Linked DNA regions of Mus musculus: region 2 is linked to region 1. The links are chromatin contacts, called in public ChIA-PET maps. All regions are on one chromosome and are shown on one strand. Each heading gives the region's core, a stretch centred on a gene start, on an enhancer-like site or on the middle of the called end of the contact. The rest is flanking DNA. Distances are from core to core; before and after follow the strand shown. Region 1 overlaps Hltf (helicase-like transcription factor). Region 2 holds the start of Hltf (helicase-like transcription factor).

The links. ChIA-PET counts read pairs in DNA pulled down with a chosen protein or histone mark.
Region 2: a contact with region 1 is called in an RNA polymerase II ChIA-PET map of memory CD8 T cells, with 126 read pairs. The contact joins the promoter of Hltf here to the enhancer-like site in region 1. A contact is called at or near these places in 3 of 39 promoter capture datasets (the C10 cell line, embryonic stem cells and neutrophils), 16 of 484 Hi-C or Micro-C datasets (the AML12 cell line, the C10 cell line, CD4 T cells and 7 more), 4 of 115 datasets of contacts at active chromatin or transcription factors (effector CD8 T cells, embryonic stem cells, epiblast stem cells and 1 more) and 3 of 9 other capture datasets (adipose tissue, liver and pancreatic islet).

What each region holds. Positions count from the first base shown.
Region 1 is chr3:20,103,204-20,107,188 of GRCm38.p6, reverse strand. It overlaps Hltf (helicase-like transcription factor), which reads right to left. Exons shown (of 25, transcript NM_009210.3): 19 at 1,424-1,548; 20 at 661-839. Among named protein-coding and RNA genes, the nearest start is that of Hltf, 47 kb to the right of the region's middle. Within about 2 kb of position 2,603, at least 55 of the 459 cell types and tissues checked have an H3K27ac peak or open chromatin away from gene starts, as enhancers often do. A contact at or near this core is called in the G1E-ER4 cell line, adipose tissue, effector CD8 T cells and 3 more, where this site is marked.
Region 2 is chr3:20,055,942-20,059,730 of GRCm38.p6, reverse strand. Hltf (helicase-like transcription factor) reads right to left here and starts at 1,920. Exons shown (of 25, transcript NM_009210.3): 1 at 1,724-1,920; 2 at 625-832. The coding sequence starts at 1,743.

The DNA of each region.
Region 1 (3,985 bases), core at 1,354-3,853:
GACTTCAGAATCAAGCCTGTAAGTGCAATGTGTGCATTTCCCACATGTAGAGTGTAGAACATTTAAAAAGACTTTGAATTTGCATTAGCCGACAGACTGTTTAACATATCATTCAACTTCAGACTTTTTTCACAGAAGACTCTAGCCCTAGTTTACCCTACACCACTCAACACAGTAATGAGTTGTACGTGTCAAGCAGATCGCTGAGACACAACTGAGTCACATTAGGATGGTAAAAGCGCAATGCCATCCGATGTTAAACTTAGTTTAAGAAAAGAAAGTAATATATTAATAAGTGCTTTAAATATACTAGACTAAATTAAACATGTTGCGTTTTTACTTTTTAAAAATTAAAAAAATAAAATTAATAAAATTTAAATTCATTGTCTCTCTATTAATATATTTACTTGAACACAAGGATCTGAAATTTAGAACTAGAATTACTGACTAAATAATAATGTCCCCCAAAAGTCGTGCCATTTAATTTATAATAAATACACCACTTACTACAATGATGAGATTATTAACCATAAAAGGTGCATTATTAAATTCAAGTAAGGAACACCTTATCATCTCTGGAACGTGGCTGGGTTTTTATTATACCAAAGAAAGGTAAATCACTCCGTCAAACACTGAGTCCATACTGAACAACAAACTCACCTGCTCACTGTGAATGACCTGACAGATACAAGGTTTACAGAACACGTGTGCACAGTGGGTTATCACAGGAAATGTTAAGGAATCCAGGCAGATTGCACATTCCTCATCTGAACCAGAGCTCAGAATTATCTTCATCTTCTCTATTAACATCTTTCTCAGCTCTTCAGGCGTGTCACTTCCTAGGAAAAAAAGACACTTCAGAATTAGTTTCAGAACAAACTTGGTAATGTGACTAGAACAATTTATCTTATATAAGAAAATTTTGCTTAATTGTCTTTCATCTTTATTCTGGTATTTGCAGAAATCATGCCATAAATTTGGAATTCTAAGGAAACCTATGAAGGTACAATAGCCATCTCACTTAAGCACCTCATAAAATAACATCTGCCACACTAGCAGCATACAAGAAAAAACCAGTTTGAATATTCTTCTACATTGGTATCATACTTCCATTTCATTCATAAAAAATTCTTGGAGCCAGCAAGATGGCTCAGCTAAGGACATCTGCCACCACACTTGACAACATGAATTAACATGGTACAGAAAGAACTGACTCTTGCAAGTTATGCTCTGATCTCCCACACATGTATCCATGCACCCATGATATTCATATACAAACACACAGAATAAAAATATAATTTTAAAAAAATCTTACAGCAAAGGTATATCAAAGTAATAGATCAAATTCAAGTTGCATAAAAACCTGTCTTCTAACTGAAATATTTAGCAAACACAATGGTATGAACTAATCCCATTTCCTTACTGGAGGGGCCACTTGAAGACATTCCGTTTGTAAGAAGATGGGTATGGCAACAAATCTGCCGCAATCTAAGCAGAAGACCCAAGACATCTGCATAGTGTGCAAGGACAGTCCCTTCAGTAAAATACCTAGGGATAAAATGTCAGACATTATGAACATCTCTAAACAAGAACAAAAACAAAAGCAAGCTCATCTTTAATGAAACCAAGAAAAAAAGTCACCTAGGAAAATGTCAATATGCATGACCTACAGACCTCAGCTGGCCCTTCAAAGTAAGTGGTACATACATACTGAAAGGAAAATTCATATCTCTTCTGTAAAAACAGAAATAGGGTGTATGCATGATGACTTCAATTTTCAATCCAATTTATACACACACACACACATACACACATATTCACAAAACACACACACAGTAGGGGGAGTGTTATTGTATAATAATCAATTTTGTAAGTAATTATGTTTCTGATCTCTGTTATATAAAAACCAATAAAACCTAGAAGAATTTACATTATACTGACTCCCATGAATAATAAGAAAATTAAGTATTTCTTGATGGCCTGGACCTATACATGACTCTGGACAAACAGCTCGTCCAAAAAGAACTCAAAATAGTCAAACATTGAATAACCAGCAAAGAGCAAAGAAGGCAGTGAAATTAAACTCACCAGAAAGTTACCACAGAAAGCATAAAATTTATGACTGTGAGCACCTCCAGGTAGCTCAGAGTTCTACATCCGGACCGGAAAACAGTAAGAGAGTGCCACACTGGACACACCTCTGAAACCTCAAAGCCCAACCCCCCTGACACACTTCCTCCAACAATGTCACACCAATTCCAATAAGGCCAAACCTCCCCACAGTGCCACTTCCTATGAGCCTATGAGGACCATTTTCATTCAGACCACCACACACTAAAACCACTGACAAAACCATATGAAAGGACATAGGACTAAGAAAACAAAAAATAGTTATAAAGGATGATAAATAAATCAATACCAATAAAGAGCAGTGGGAAGACATTTAAAAACACAGAAAGAAAATAGAACAACAACAACAAAAGACAAGAAAAATAGGACAAAAACAGTACATTTTCTTTTTAAAGGGTGTGGGTGTCAGGGGGAGGGGGAGGATGCAGATACATAGAATTGAAAGATTTAAATGGTGCTATCTATATCTTCCAGAAAGTCAACAGGAAGGCCCTGATCAAACTGCTGTACTTCCGTGGGGGCGTGGATGTGCACATCAGGCTCCTTGCTATTTTTTACTTATGAAACACTCTCCAATGCTTCATGCGCTGAACTCCAGGTCTCCAGCTACAGCACTGACTGACGCCTGAGGTTCTAGAAACTCTAAGCCTTTGGGGAATAGACGGATCTTGCCCTGACTTGAGCACTTGTTTCCGGTGCTCTCTTGTCCGCCTCTTGTTTATCATGATATTGCTCCGTTCCACTCTGTAGTTTCCACTACCATGGGTTGACACCTCTGGAGCAGAAAGCCAAAATAAAAGCTTTCTCTTTAAGTCTGAAGACAAGAATTGGCTATAGAAAGGCAAAACTGACTATTATTTTTTTTTCAAAGAAATACTCAGTGTGGAAGAGAAGAATAATTAATCCAAAAATTACATATCCAATCTGAAACGTCAAGTTGATGATGCAATCAAGTCTCCTGGTGAAAAGCAGAAATTTTAAAGTCAGACTGGTACATTCTGTCAATTTAGCTATGCAGACTTGGCCAGCAGCCTAATCCTGCCTGTGTCCTCAGCTATAACAGTTACACACCACATCTGGGAGGACTACTCATGAAGTTAGTGTGTACAAAGCAATTACAACACGACCTGGATTACTTTATAAACCTTATATATACTAGTAGTGACAGTGGCAGTGTTTTGGATAGTGAAGAAAGTAAAAAAGTAGGCAACATAATACACACGATAAACTTCCACGTTCTGAAACCAACCTGCTAAAATTCAAATAACAACTCTGTCTCCTGTGCCTTAGCCTCCTAATCCAAAAAATAATTAAAAAAAAAAAAAAGTGTTCATTGTACTTACTTAATAAGACACCATTAATGTGCACATTTAAATACTTAGATCAATTATACTCAATCAATGCTTATAAAGTATTAATAAGTCTACTACCTATGAAAGAGGTTACTTTAACAATAACATCCCTGAGAACACAATTCAAACAGACAGCTTCCTCAGCACTCTGCATTCCCTCCCGGGCATGGCTACATCTGACTGGCATTCAGCTTGTTGGTTTAGGAAACTGCTTGTGGGACCCACCACATGGCATGCTGGCAAGAGGCTTCCCACTGTTTTACCAGCCACGCTAGTACCTTTTCGGATAGACCTACTTTTAACTTAATCACTCTCTTAGGTGACTTTACTCAGGCTCATCACTCACAAATAACAGAAACTTAAGAGTCAAACTGGGAGCACTGAACTCCATACCTGCCTCTCCAGCGGGTAAAGTCAATCCCGTATGTTCACATGACAGGTCTAATGCAGAGCTTTTGATCCCACGTTAGAAACTGTTCTTCCTTTACGCCCACCTCTGCAAG
Region 2 (3,789 bases), core at 671-3,170, 47 kb after region 1:
CAGGACAAAAAGAAAAGAAAAGAAAAGAAAAGAAAAGAAAAGAAAAGAAAAGAAAAGAAAAGAAAAGAAAAGAAGAGAAGAGAAAGCAAGCAAAAATAGAAAATACTTGCTAACCATTGAATCTTATTCTCATTTTGTTAGAAACTTTCTCATAATAAATTAAATATCATTAGAATTATATTACTAAATAACAAAGATGCCCTTAATAAAGATTATTGTTCAAAGAAAATTATATATATATATATATATATTCTCAATCTGTCCATTTTCTTTCTCTCACACACATTTTCACATACATTCATTTCAGAGAACAGGAATACATAAGAAAGAACAAGGACTGTTTTTACTACAAAAATGAATAACCTAATGCAAAACATGATGGATTTGAAGTCATTTCTTAAATTTACCACGTTCCTCAGTAATCACAAGGACCAAATGTGTGGGCAAAAGTGCTTTATAAACTATAAGCATAGGAGAAAAGTAAGAAGTTAATCAGTTAGTCAAGGTATTTATGACTAGCCTTTCATTCAAAGTAAAACATTCATTGTATACATCACCTTTTACTATAACTTACTGTTAAAACCATAAACATACCATAATTTTATTATCTAATCTTTTACTTACAACTCCTGTGTAATAGCGTAGTCCAACAACTTGTCCTCTCATAGTTCCAAATAAAACCAAATCTTGCTCTTCATCACTCGTTAGGAAGTCATCTGGAGGAATAATGTCTTGGAATTCAAAATGTGGCAAGAAAGTTGAGTATGAAAGTCTTGGAATATTTTCGTGTGATCCATACTGGACAGACTGCGAATACTTCCAAACAGGACCCCTGTTTTAAAACAAAACAAAAAACCAAAAACAAAACAGGACTTGTTTTTCTTTTTTTGGTTTTTCGAGACAGAGTTTCTCTGTATAGCCCTGGCTGTCCTGGTCCCCTAACCCCTTCCCCTCTTCTCTTTCCTTTTCTGAAACTGGGTTTCTCTGTGTAGCCTTGGCTGTCCTACTCGCTCAGTAGACCAGGCTGGCCTCAAACTCAGAGATCCACCTGCCTCTCCCTCCCAGGTACTTGGCTACCACTGCCCGCTATGAAAATAACTTTAAATTTTAACATAAATGCATCCACAGCATCCTCTGCTTTAACTCCTTTGGAACAGAACACATTTTAAATCGAGCATCTAAATTGTGACACTATAGAGAACTGACCTTGAAGCCCCATTATTTTAAAGGATAGGGATAATTGTTGCAAAAATGGGCATGAAAACCACAGTAGATGATGAAAAGAGGTGTTTGCTGGAAGCCTCCTAGAAGATGTAGTTCTCCTAAAAACACACGGGGCTATCAAGTCGCGAGTTTCCCTCTCAGCTCCTCTGCAAATATGCTTTAGTGCGCTTTTGCATAGTGCCGGGAAATACAAGTTGGAAGCTGTTACCATAACAATGCCTAGCGAACAGTGGGATAACATTGGTGAATAAATCACCCCCCGCTTCCACCCCCCCCGCCACCCCCCCCCCCCCCCCCCGCCAAGCCCTTGACGCAGATTCTCCGAGGTCGCAGCCACTCTGGTCAGCCGCGACAATGCATTGGTGCCTCCAGGAGCAACACCGGCAAGCGACCCGCAGAAGGGATGCAAACTGCACCTATAAAGCGCCCGGGCGCGCACCTTCACTAGAATAGAGCGCAGAGCAATTGGCCTCACGCCCAGCCCCCCTCAGCCCTTCACCTCGTGAACGTATAGGACATGGCGCGGGGCGGGGTGACTTCGGGATGCCCTGGGCTCCCCAGATCTTCCCAGACAGCCTGATAAAGCTCCTCAAGGCGTCGTGGCCCAGGCGCCGGAATCCAAATCAGAACCGCCAGGCCGCGTCCGCCCGGTGAGACGTGTCCACACCACTCCTTCCTGCAACAGTCTGAGAAACCGGTGACGTTCTGCGATCGGCACCGCCAGGGCCCAATCCAAAGGAAGAGTCTACGAAGACCAACCAATCACAATACAAGAGGGTGGGGAGCTCCGCCCAGTGCTGCGATTCAAAGGCAGTGCGGCGCGTCCGGGTTCTACCTGGTTCTTCCGCAGTCCGAGACGCCTTGCACGGTAAAACATCGAGGCTTCTTGAGTGAGCCACAGGGCTCAAGGTTCTGACGGACTAGGGGGAAAGAGGTCTTCTAGCCACTGCCCTAACTCCTCAAGGATGTCCCCATAGGTCAGACGCTCCCTATCTGATGGAATGCCTAACAGGGCCTACTCCAGTAGGAGCCCTGGGTGGGATACCTGCATTTCCTCTGCTGAGCCCTGACTCTATTTATTCTTAGCGACCTCCGTGTATGCGAGACCCTGAGTTCTGGAAATCTGAATGAGAACTTACGAATTTCCTTCTCCCATCTCGCTTTTATTGTGTTTAAAGAAATTTTTTTCCCTTGGTAGAAGAAAGCCATAAAGTAATACAACCTTATAGCTCTTGCTGAAAAAGGCAGACTGGTCCAACATTAGTTGTAAGGTCCGAGGTGGTGGCTGGGGCTACGTGTGTTTTCTTAGGAAAATGAAGGAGGCACTATAAAGAAACTTTTTTTTTCTCTCTTTTTTTTTTTAATTAGGTATTTACTCGTTTACATTTCCAATGCTATCCCAAAAGTCCCCCATACCCACCCACTCCCCCTTTTTGGCCCTGGCGTTCCCCTGTACTGGGGCATATAAAGTTTATATGTTTATACTTTATAATCTAAAGGGACATTTCACTTTGGAGTTTTGTATGCAACAGTATCAGGCAAGGTAAAGGTAATTCCAGCATCTTGAAAGACCATAAAACTACTTTTGATGAAGCAGCCATTAACTGCTGCATCTTCTGCTGCACCAACAGTAGGAAGCTAAAGGTATTGCCCAGCCAAACATAATAGGGTGTGCTGTAAACCATCGGAATGTCTAGATGTGTTTGTAAACATTTTAAACACTGGAAGTCATCCTTCCTAGAGTGGTCCATTTTATGCTTCCATCAGCAGAGGATGAAAGGTGGTCAGTAAGATGTTTTAAGAGGCACATGTTCATTGTCTTAAATATTGATGATCTGTGAACTAAAAGTAAAATGTGACCATTTGAGGATTGTCTGCTGGAATGGCACCCTAGGGAATGCTATGATAAAAAGAAAGGAGAGAGAGAGAAGCAAAAACAAGAAAACTAACTTTAACAGTATTAAGAGACAATTTATGCTGGAGGCAAATATCAGTCATTGGCCTGGGAACACAGAATTAGGCCACCCCAAGTGCTATGTTTCAATTGAAGCCATTTCATGAAGCTTTTATACTAACAGGACAAAGAAAGTCATAAATCAAGATACTTTCCAAATATATTTGGTGTGACCATTAGGTAGGTGGGAAAGAGTATTACAGGGAACCTTTATTAGAGACCTAAGATACTGACATTATCCTTAGCTGTTTAGTTTGCTGAGTGGTAGCACTGTATGTACATTCCAAATGATTTACCCTGTGGTCACAGAAACATGTTAAGTGCAGAGGAGGACAATAAGTAGCAATTAAGAAGGCTAGAGATGGCCTAAGAAAATTTGGCTCTGGGTTTGCAGCATTTGAAATGCTGCACAATCATTGTAGCTCAGTTAATCAGCCTTACAGAAGATTCATTTGATGGCGCATCATCTTCCCTGGGATTTTTGTGCATGTTAAACAGGCACTCTTCCTCTGAGTTACATCTCTAGCCCTCACTGAGAATCTGAAGAATGAAATATTTCATTCCCCCAACAGGAAACTTACTGCAGATAATGTTTCGTTTGCTTCGGATAT